Regions from separate parts of the Ovis aries genome. Here region 1 is linked to region 2. The links are chromatin contacts, called in public Hi-C maps. All regions are on one chromosome and are shown on one strand. Each heading gives the region's core, a stretch centred on a gene start, on an enhancer-like site or on the middle of the called end of the contact. The rest is flanking DNA. Distances are from core to core; before and after follow the strand shown.

Region 1 (6,060 bases), core at 2,935-5,434, 110 kb after region 2:
GAAATAATATTCTGTTAGGATAAATTCTATAGTTCTTAACTGTGAGATGTTTTTTGGAGAGTTCTTCTGACCTTTGGTTGACAGTTTTAAAATTATTTTTTACTAATTTTCAAAATTCTCTAGAATTATTTTTGACCTTTAGTTGATAGTTTTAATTTAGGTTTTACTAATTTTTTAAATTCTTCAGAATTTTAGTTCCCTATGATAAACTTTTAAGAGATGGCTTTCCCTTATTTGATGTTCAAATAATGCTTTATAGATTGTTCTACTTAGAAGTAGTTCTTTTCAAATGTTGACTATGTTCTCTCTAATGATGTCTTAATTGATTTGATGAGTATTTCTATGGATTATTATTAATTTTTATGATGAAAAGTAATCAGTGAAGGCAGAATAATCTAAGATTATCTTTTCAGACAAAAAATAGTTTTCAAATTCTAGCCCTAATATTTGACACCAACAAATGCTTTGAATCTACTCACATGATTCAAACTTTAGCATTGTCTTCCTGCATTTGTACACACTGTATTACAGACACTTTATATTGTAACTCTGTTTTAAAACTTTGATAGTAGTCTTTTCTTCAATATTTTTTTCAAAGTTTTTAAAAGGCCCAAAATGAAGGATCAGAAGGGAAACGCTCATTAGTTTATTTTCCTCTTTCCTCTGTTAATCCAAATGGAGACAGCTCTACATGAGGTCCAAAAGGGCATCCCTTGAATGACAGAGTCATTTAACAACCATGCCATTTTTAATGTAATTATTTTAAATAGTGGGCACTTAATCTAAATTTCAATTTTTAAGCTTTTCTATTTTATGTCTTTCATTCTTACATTTCAAATGTAGGTTAGCTCCTACTAAAACTATGTTTTGTGGTTGCTTTTCTGAAATAAACTGATGTGTATGCTTTAAAAAATCTTGACTAGACTTTGTGTACCTATGTACTAAGTACCTTCAGGCATGTCCGACCCTACGGACTGTAGCCCTCCAGGCTCCTCTGTCCATGGGGTTCTCCAAGCAAGAATACTGGCGTGGGTTGCCATGCCCTCCTGCAGCAACTTGATGTGATGCAGTTCTGAAATACCAATCTGCATTTGCACCAACCTAGAAATTTTGAGGACATTAGTAGCTCAAATGGCCTTCTGGGAGCAATGGATCTCACCTACTTATGACAAATTGATGAGCGCTTGATGAAAGAAACCATACATTTACCACCCAGTCTATTCTTAAATGATGGACCTCTGTTCCAGTCTGGCTCAGGAGGCAGAAGTGAAGGGCTTTCTTCTTGCAGTAACCCCTTCATGGGAGTTCCTGAAGCTGGGTGTTGTCCATCCAGGGCCTCTGCCTTGCACTCAGGGAGTGTGGTGGTGGATCTTCCCTTCAGTCGAATCGGATCCTACATAGCCTGAGGACTTGTGATGTCTGAAAGAGGGATGTGTGTTCTCGAGACAAAATAGAATCAGCCTAGGAATACTGCCAAATTCTTCCTATCACTTACCTCTGTAAAGGTCGGTCTGTCTCCTTACAGAGGGAAGAGCAGAAATCTAAAACTGACCTTCTTTGACACTTGGTGGATTCCACCAGCAGAAGAAAGACGTTGTTAGCAAGGACAATTTGCTCCGTACTTGCCCACTAGCAGCCAGTTATCAATCAGTGCGGTAGGGTTCCCATTACCCAGAACTGCATGTGGAAACTCCGGAGTTAGAGAAAAGTCTCAGATCAGAAAAATCAGAGGCAGAACTTAAATATGATATTTCCCCCAGAGTACCTACTGCGTGTCTTATTAGTTGGTTGGAGAAAGGCTGGCAAAATGCTCAGCTGCAGAGCAAGAAAGGCGTTTTCTGCGTGCCGACCCTTCCCTGGGAAAGGCGGGTGGGAGGAAGGGGGCGAGGTGGCGGGGCGGGGGCAGTGCCTCTTGGAGCGCAGGATCTGGTGGCTTTGTTAGCTTGGTGGGTTCAGACTGGGAAATGCACACTCAGCAGGGAAAAGGGAAGAGAGATTGGCGGCAGTTTTCTAAAAACAACACGGCTCAAGTCTCTGCGAGTGCCCCCTCGCTCACCCCGCGGAGGCACAGACTGGTCAACCCGGTCCCGGGAGCGCGCGGGGCCGCGCGGGTCCCACTAGGAAGGAGGCGGGCAGCCGTGACTCTGGGACGCCCCGGCGCTGCGCCGCGCGGTTCGACTTCTCTGTCAACCTGCCAGTTTCGAGAGGCGCCTCTCCCTCCGAACCTCGGGCTGAGGTCGCCCGGGGTTACCCCAAATCTGACGATGCCGCTCGCCCCAAGCAGCCGGGGATTGCCACTGCCGGGGGTGCCCCTGGGACTGAGCGCAAAGCGGGGAGGAGGCGTCGCGCGCCCGCGGTAGCCGAAGCGCCCGGGCTTCCCTCTGCGGCGATGGCTCCCCGGGGTCTGCGCGGGCGCGCCTGGCGCCCGGTCTCACCCCGCCACTGCCTCTTCCGCCCCGCCCAGGCGTTTGACTCTCGGCCTCACAGTGCCACCTTTCCACCCAGAGTCCGGGGTGGGATAGCGGGGAAGTAGGAAACCAGCTAGGGCGAATAAGCGCTCGGGCCCGGGCGGCGGCGGAGGTGGGGGGTGGGGGGATGACGACTCGTGCGCCCAGGAGGCCGGTCTCCAGCTTGGAGGCGGGGACTCCCCCGGCGCGGGCCCGCAAGCCCGAGGTGCAGCTTTGCACGGCGCGCGGGGATCGTCTGTACCCCAGCCGGGGCGCGCCACCGCGTCCAGCCGCCACCCGCTAGAGCCGAGCCCTCACCAGGGCCCGCGCGCGCTGGGCCGCCTTCCTCGCGTCCCGCCCCTAGTTCTTCCGCCAAAACCTTTGACCAGAGTCTTCCTGCCAACATTCCTAAATCTCTTTTGCCAGCTCTTTGCGCCAGGTAGGACTAAGGCTCTGCTTTCGGGTGTGTGCAGAAACGCCGTTCCCAGAAGGCGGCTGACCTTTTCACCTTCCCCACGAACTCCTTCGGAGGGGTCCCTGGGCATTTACCTTCTCAAGGGCCTGATCCGTAGCCAAAACCTGTTTGGTCCCTGAAATGTCCTTGCTATTCCTATCTGCAGAGGCTTTCTGCAGCACTTCCCGGAAAACCCTTCGGGGACCGAACTGGGGGGCATCCAGAGCCCACTGAGGACGCGCTGCAGTGGGAGGCGGGGGTGGGCCGGCGTGACAACCGCCTGTAGCCGGAGCGGGCACCGTGAGAGCCCGGCCAAGAGCAACACCCCGCCCCCGCCCCCGCCACTGTTCCTGCTCCCCGGTGATGCACAGGAGCCCCGACCGCTGGACCCCTCATTTCCAAACCCCGAGCACCTGGGCTCCGAATAAGCCGGCTGGGTGGGGTCGGGCAACGACTGCCCCCTAGCTGGAAGGCTCACCACCTTCCACCCTTCGGCGTCCCCTCTGGCCGGGAGAAGAGGACATCAGATCTTCGGCAACAATGGAGCCCGCGGCGCGCGGCAGACACCCGGGCTCGCCAGGCGCCCAGCCGCGCGCCCCGATACGGGGCAGGCAGGCCGGGCGGGGCTGCAGCACAGCCTAGTCTGCGTGAGTCTACTGACTCGGCTCTGCGTGGCAGCGATACTGCCGACTCTCGCCCGGCTCCGGGGTGCGTCCCCAACCCCAGCCCCTTTCCTCGGCCCCTTCGGGCCTGATCCGCAACGTCCAGGGGCGCCCTGCTGCTCCTGCCCCAGGTCACGACCCCAGGTCACGTCTCGGGCGCCTCCCGAGGGTTTCGGAGTTGGGAGAAGCAGCCGCCACCTCCCGGGCGCGCTGCCTGTCTCCGGCGGCCGACCCCCCAAAATCTTAGCGGAACTGCCCGCTCTCCCCCGGGGGCCCGAGCGAGCATGCCGAGATGGGCTAGCCCGACCCTGGCGCTGCCACCGACCTCGACGCCCGGTACCCCCGCAAACACATCCGGCACTCGGCCCTGGGCACGGAGTCCCGGCGCCTCCCTGCCGGGGAAGATCCCAGCAGGGCTTGTGGGAGAGACGGACAGACGGACGGGGAACGTTCAGGGAGAGAAACTTGTTCCTCCCCGTCTCTTGTCAGGCAATCGCTGGCGAGCCTGTGCGGGGAGAGGGGCGGGGGGAAGCGAGGGAAGGGCTCCAGAAGGGGAGGGGAGGAGGCAGTGGGGGAGGCGGGGGTGCAGTTGGTGAAACTCCTTCGTCTCCCGCTCATCTTTTCATTGCTTGCTCCTCTTCGCGCAGACACCCCGACCTCCCTTGGGCGCCAGCTCCCCGGATCCAACGGGTCCAGAATCAAGCCGGATTTTTTTTTTTTTCTTTCTTTCTGGAAATTGGCGTTGGTGTGTGTTTCTCTACGTCCCTCCTCCCCCTCCCACACCCCCTACGTTTTTTTTTTTTTTTTTTTTTTTTTGAGACATGGCCCGGGCAGCGGCTCCTGGAAGAGGAACAAGTGTGGGAAAAGAGAGAGGAAACCGGAGCTAAATGACAGGATGCAGGCGACTTGAGACACAAAAAGAGGAGCGTTTCTCTCGGATCAAGGCATTGCCTCAACGCTTTTCTTTCTCCAAAACGGTCTGAGGATTTTACAGCTCCGGGAGGAGTGAAAGCGCTCCGGATCGTGGAGATCGCCCCGGTGCTCTGTTTTCCCCGCACGTTCGGTTCTCCCGCGTTCGCCCCGGAGACCTGGCGAAGGGAGGATGGAGAAGGGGCTGCAGCTCCTGTGCGCCGCGCTAGCCCTGGTCCTCGGCGCGGCCGGCGCTTTTCGCAACGGTAAGTGACAGGCGGAGGCGCGCGGCCGCGGGGGTGAACCCGGTTCCCGGCTGCCCGCTCCGAGCTGCCGGGACCCACCGGGGAGAGCCGCCTCCCGGTGAAGGAAACTTTTAGCCAGACGGAGAAATAAAGAAATAAGATTAGTCGTTGTAGGTAGGGCAGGGAGATTTCACGTCCTCTGACTCCCTCCTGAAGTTGGTTGTTTGGCCATGGGGTTTTTCCCACCTCTGCTACGAGGCTGAGCGCCCTACCTTCCCAGATCAGCGCACCAATTATCTTAATAATGTTTCCTCCCCAAGGCAATTAGAGGAGACTCCCTTTCAAAAATATGATGGCTGTTGAAAGTTAATGAACACTTTACCGGGAGCACTTCCTGATTCTCCGACAGCTCCCCAGAACTGATTCCTCTGGTGGGTGCCCGCAGGAGATAGCGGTTTGCGGGTGGGTGTTAGTCCCTCCTCCGCTTTTTCAAACCAGCCCTGCTCCGTCTGGAGTATGAATGAAAGTTATATCGTGTCAATAAAGGAATCTGATACACACGCTGTAAGGCACCAGGATATGTGAAAATCCCCTAACCTAGTTGCAGCTTCCACTTAGCTTTTAAAACCACTCAGTGTTAAGTAAATGGAAGACCGTGCTGGGTTAGAAGCAGTATCCTGTAACGTAAATAATGTGTTTTAAAATGGGATCTGGTTGTAGGCATGTTCAACTTACACTGTAAAGTAGGTGGAAGCAAGGGGGCGGGTGACATTATCTTTACAGTAAGTCTTCAGCAATTATTATTAACTAATTATCAAATATTTACTTTAGCCTGGCTTAGATTTCAATCAGAGTAATTAAGAGAGCCCATCCGCTACTTACCCGTGGTATATTGTTTTAATAAGAGACCACAAGTGGAGGGGTTCATACCGAGAGGAATTTAAATCACATCTTTATGATGGGCGTTAATCTCTCTAATATGCTTTTTAGAGGTTTCCTGATTGAAGCAATAGATTTCCCGAGCAGCTACCAAGCAGTGTTCTAAAAGATATGCTTGGAAGCAAAACACATACAATTGTGAATGTAGAGTTCAATTTATTAATGAACCTCAGATGATGGCATCCTTCTCTAGTCTGGCAGGGAATGAAATAACACTCACCTCCAATTGAAAGAGCTCCAATGGTTAGACTTTAGAAATTACAGTAACAACATCTGCTTCCACGGTGGCGGGTGTTCATAGGATGGATTTGAAATCCAATGCCAATAGCTTTCAGACTTTAGGCTGTGAACTCCATATGTATGTCTGTGTGTGTGTGTGCATATGTGTGTGTGTATATACATAC
Region 2 (5,531 bases), core at 2,181-4,680:
CCCAGGTGACTCAGTGGTAAAGGCTGCGTCTGCCAGTGCAGTAGACAAGAGCGGTAGAGGTTTGATTCCTGGGTCAGGAAGATCCCCTGAAGAAGGAAATGGCAACCCACTCCAGTATTCTTGCCTGGAAAATCCATGGACAGAGGAGCCTGACGGGCTACAGTCCACGGGGTCTCAAAGAGTTGGATACGATCGAGCAACTGAGCACATGGAACATGATCTATAGCCTTAATAAAAACAGTAGTGATTGGGGGTTTTGGCATTTTATATAACTAATATTATCTCCTGCCACACAAAAATTCTCCTTTAAAATATGGGAGCATTTCTTCTTCACTACTTGAGAGAATCTGTCATAATGTTGTGATGTAACATACCTTCACTAAGTGTTCATTGAGTAAATGCAACCAACACTATGCTACCATGATTTGGGAAGTACAATTTGGTTTGGATGTCCAGGACTATAGCCATTTGTCCTTTCTGTGGTTTTTAAAATTTGTTTCTTAATTGAGTAAGGCTTAACCTACTGATGGCAAGCCACTCCAGTACTCTTGCCTGGAGAATCCCATGGATGGAGGAGCCTGGTGGGCTGCAGTCCACAGGGTCACAAAGAGTCGGACACGACTGAGTGACTTCACTTTCATTAACTTACTTAAGGCAACTTGACAGGGTCTCAGAAGTCTCAGTGGCATAGAAAACTGTGATCCAGGGCATTTAGAATATGTATTTGGTGCTCATGGAAACTAAAAAAGTGGGACTAGTAAGATATCGTTGGGAAGAACAATAGGAGTTTAACACACACACAGATTCCAATTTTTGCTCTTGAAAGAAGAGTGAGGCTCAGCTTTTCATTGTCTTGACTTGAATTACATTAGATAGCACCATGTGGGATCTGGAGCGCACCCTGTAGATCATCTGGGCAGGGTTTCTCAAAGTGCTTCCAAGTATGCTAATTGTTATGCAAAGAAAACAGAAGAAGTCTGTGGCCAAGCATTTGGGGGAATTTTGGCAAAAACAAAAATAAGCAAGTTCCTTTACCACAGGATTGTGAACATCCTACAGGGGACACAAAGTAAAATGATTTCCAAATTCATTTGCCCAGGGAACATAATTTTTTTAGAATATATCTCGGGATTATTGTCAGGAGTGATCTGCTTCTGGCCTCTTTATTTAATAGATGTGGAAATCAATTTCCAGAAAATTAATTTGCCAGAGATTGCTCAGCAGTAGTGCACAAAGAATCTAGATATCCTTATTCTTATCTGAAATTAGTATTACTGTTTATTTTTGCTTTCTTGGGGAACCAGTAAAATTCACATATGAATTATATCACTCTGCCTGTATTTTCTAAACAAGCTTACACTAAAAATATCACAACTAACTTTTGAGAATTAAACATATTAATAGTAATGAAATGATTTTCCCATGAAATTAAGAATACAATTACTTCCAAAGTCCTATTAGGGAAATCTGTGGCTTTTTAAATTTTTTTAACTAGACTTCCCCAAACAAATTTCTTTGATATTTTGCTCATTATTTTTATAATTAGGCATAAAACAATTCATGCTTTATCCGTAATTTAGTGGATCCTTTTGGTTCTTTCCAAATAAGATTAGTCTTTCTGCATATTATAGATAAGCAGTCAGTCATTTGTGACATAAAGCTCTTCCTAAAAATAATTAAGTTTGCAATGTGAAGTTTAGAATTCCTTAAACTGATAGAAAGAAATAATCAAAAAGTCATAAGAAATGTAAAAATCCGCTGTCAATGTGATGAACTAAGAGTATGAAAATCAAGTTATAGTATTTCACTCACTGCAAGACTAATTCTCTAGCTGCACGATTTTCAGTCTTTTAACCAAGAATTGCTAATGTCTACTAGTTTTTCACTAGATTAAAAAAAAAATACACAGTTTAGATTTTTTTAAAAGACAGTTTAGAATCTTTAAAGAAAATACTTGTGCATTGTCATCATTGATGTTCTAAGTGTATTGATCACAGGCCACTGGAGCAGGTGATAAGTATCTTGACATGTATTGGTTTCCCCCACATAAAAACCAACAACTGGAAAATCATCAATGGAACTGGCAAATGATAAAGGCTACTTGGGCCTTTGTTGCTGCAACAGGAAGTAGACTTTCCTTACCTTTTCCTCTATTGATTATGAAAGACAACTTTCATCCATTGTTGGAAGCACACAGGTCACCTTTCCAAGCACTGAAGTTAATGACCACAGCCTGGAGGGACCAGTGAGTGGTTCCTTCAGACACTGTGCAGGGAACGGACACTCAGTTACCCAGGCAAGCTTTTGTTCTTCCAGGGAAAGCTGTACCATTACTTGTAAATGAGTGATGCCCAGCTACCTAAGCTAAAAAGTATCTCTTAGATTTTCAAACAAACACTTGACAGCCAGAGGAAAGCTGTTACATCTGCACTGTTGGCTGGGGAAAATGACTTAGACATTCTTGGGTTTCTGAGTGTTTAGAATTCATATTTGTTTAGAGATTTTTTGAAGTAAATGTGCCAGAAAAATGTGTGTCAAAGAACAGAACTTGAGATCTGAGGTATAAGAAGGTTATGAGCCTTATGACTTAATACACTGGCTACTGACCAACAAATTACTTCATTTATCTTTAAGTCATCTTCTGAATGTGCACCCAAGTGGGCCAGGTGGATGTTTTTTGGTGTGGTAGCCCTGGTTCGGCTGTTCCTGAATCTCCAAATGAACTAGAGGCAGCGCCCGATGCAGGTCCTGCACTTCTCAGCATCTCTGTTTGCTATAGTATTGGGCTCCTTGTACAATCTCAATAAATGCTTGTTAATTGGTTGATTGATTAGCTTCTGAATTCACCCCTTAGCCTCAGTAGCTAAGCTGCTCTCTCAAGTCTCAGGACTCTCTCTAAACTCTATATCTTCCTTGTATTTAGTATTCATCTAGTGTCCCTTCAAACCATTCTGTTATTTCAGATACTGCCGTAGCAGAATTTCTAAGTGCCAAAGACTTTTTTTTTAACAACATAGAAGGGAGATTGAGAATCATAAGTATGCTGCCAGCCCTGGAACGTTTGCCTAGTGACCTAATTTCATGGGAATTTGCCAGGCCAGCTCCATGGAAGAAATCCAGTCCTATTCCTCCAGACTCCATGGGTTATTCAGCTGACACACTCCACAGCCAGCTTCTTCACATTGTTGTGACCTTCAAGATACTCTCCCCTGTGAATACTGCTCTATTTCAATTTTGCTACATTAAAAAAATGATAAGAAATGAAGGTGCATTCATTTCTGTGGCTTAGACAAATCTACACAATGTAAGGAGCTTAACCCAAATAGTATTTCTTACACTGAATTATGGCAGGCACTTGTTTCCTATTACCCTAGACTTCTGTCACATGTATTTTGGATAATTCCAGAGGTTTATCAGTGTAATTTATCCGAAATGTTATCTAGACCTGTTCCGTAGATGTTAAGTTACTGATAGTCCAACACAGAACTCCATGTACCTTCTTTTCTCTGTTTTGCTCACTAGCTCCTTCTAAAGCCAGATATAAAGCTATTTTAGACATCATAGTCCATTTGACATGGTAGTATATTGATCTGACATTCTCTTCAGAAAACTAATACCAAAGTACTGTGTGTTAGCGCACTAAGAAGTATACGCTAATTCTGTTCTGTCTACAAGTTTACAACCTTTTCTGAAGAACACTCTGTACCTGTTTTGTTCTCCATCTGGAAGTACTGCAATGGCCTTTGGCCAAAAGCAATGAAGTTGTGACTTTCTTCTCTATAGTCTGCCCAGGGACATTAATGAAAGAAAAGTAAACCTACTCCATTTATCCCAAATGGCTTTTTAAACAATTAGGAGATTTTAATAATAGTGTCCCACTGCTGCTCTCAGCTTCCCCACAGGCACTGCAGCCTTTCCAAGGTGAATAAGATGCTTCAGGAGAGAGGACCTCGCTCTCACTACCCATGACCTTCAATTCATACAAATGCTGAAAACAGCACTGGGCATCTCATTACTGAAATGGATTATCTGGCATCAGTGCTTGCAGTTTTGGAGTCTAATAACCATTTTGTGGTGATATCTTTCAGAAAAGAAGTGATTCAAATTTTTAAAGAGGCAGAGATTTTTGAGAAGGTTGGATCTTTGACATTTTGATTTTTTCCAAGCTGGTCCCCAAAATCAACGTCCTTAAAAAGTACAAACTCATAACCAGCAACTCCACTACTGAAAGTTCATCCTCAGTAACTAGAATCAATAATACTTGCATATATACATACAAGGAGAATCACTGCAGCGTTCTTTATAACACTGACATCTTAGAAGGAAATATCCAGCAATACGATAACAGTTAAACAATGGAACACACTATGGTTATTATACATATATATATATGTATAAGTGTATACATATATAAGTGATACATATACACTTAGTTCCCTGACCAGGGATCCAACCTGGACCGTTGGCAGTGAAAGTCTAGAGTTGTAACCACTAGCCTGCCAGGAAATTCCCTCCTCTTTTTTTTTATTTCCTCTCCTCTTTCTTTTAAAGAAGACTTTGAAGGGGAGTGAAATGCAGTTGTCATAAAAGTGGATAAACAAACCCTGATAAGCCCCTGGCACTCTAACACGAAGGAAAAGGGAAAGAGGGGTTGCTTTGAGGAGGAAAGGGGGGCAAGTCAGCAATCTCTCAGTTTGAACAAAGAAATGCAGCACTTCAGTGCATCTGTTCATACCCAACGCCCGGGGGGTGACTTCTGGAGATACAAGTGGATGGGAAAGGGCCAACAGGTTCTAAATACTATAGCGGAGAACATTTTCAAGGTGTTGGCTTCTAGAAGGAATATCACACCCTACTTTCTTTCCAGTAGTCATATGTGGATGTAAGAGTTGGACCATAAAGAAATCTGAGCACCGAAGAACTGATGCTTTTGAACTGCAGTGTTGGAGAAGACTCTTGAGAGTCCCTTGGACTGCAAGGAGATCCAGCCAGTCAATCCTGAAGGAAGTCAGTCCTGAATATTCACTGTAAGGACTGATGCTGAAGCTGAAGCTCCGATACTTTGGCCGCCTGATGTGAAGAACTGACTCATTAGAAAAGACCCTGATGCTGGGAGAGATTAAAGGCAGGAGGAGAAGGGGATGACAGAGGATGAGATAATTGGATGGCATCACCGACTCAATGGACATGAGTTTGAGTAAACTCTGGGAGTTGGTGATGAACAGGGAGGCCTGGCGTGCTGCAGTCCATGGGGTCGCAAAGAGTCGGACACGACTGAGCAGCTGAACTGTCTTCTCAGGAAGACATGTACACACATAGGTGACAGCATTTCAGTTTCTCCTTCCTGGAGATGGGAATTTTACCCATTTACTTCTTCACCTGCTCTTTTGTCCTTTTGTACAAAAGAATGAGTTTCCTTTTCAAGAACAATTCGTCCCTCTCTGGCTCTTACCCTGACACCTTCCACCTCCTCAAGAACCTTGTTCTTTAGACCATTTCAGTCCTTAAGCAATAAACTGCTTGGGACTTGT

Evidence for each region. Hi-C and Micro-C count contacts between places; a contact is called where the count stands out from the background.
Region 1: a contact with region 2 is called in a Hi-C map of tail adipose tissue, with 2.3 times the contacts expected there. The contact joins the promoter of NRP1 here to the enhancer-like site in region 2. A contact is called at or near these places in 2 of 16 Hi-C or Micro-C datasets (muscle and tail adipose tissue).

What each region holds. Positions count from the first base shown.
Region 1 is chr13:18,963,146-18,969,205 of ARS-UI_Ramb_v3.0, forward strand. It overlaps NRP1 (neuropilin 1), which reads left to right and starts at 4,185. Exons shown (of 17, transcript XM_027976579.3): 1 at 4,185-4,738. The coding sequence starts at 4,666.
Region 2 is chr13:18,857,076-18,862,606 of ARS-UI_Ramb_v3.0, forward strand. No RefSeq gene overlaps it. Among named protein-coding and RNA genes, the nearest start is that of NRP1, 110 kb to the right of the region's middle. Within about 2 kb of position 3,431, at least 4 of the 54 cell types and tissues checked have an H3K27ac peak or open chromatin away from gene starts, as enhancers often do. A contact at or near this core is called in tail adipose tissue, where this site is marked.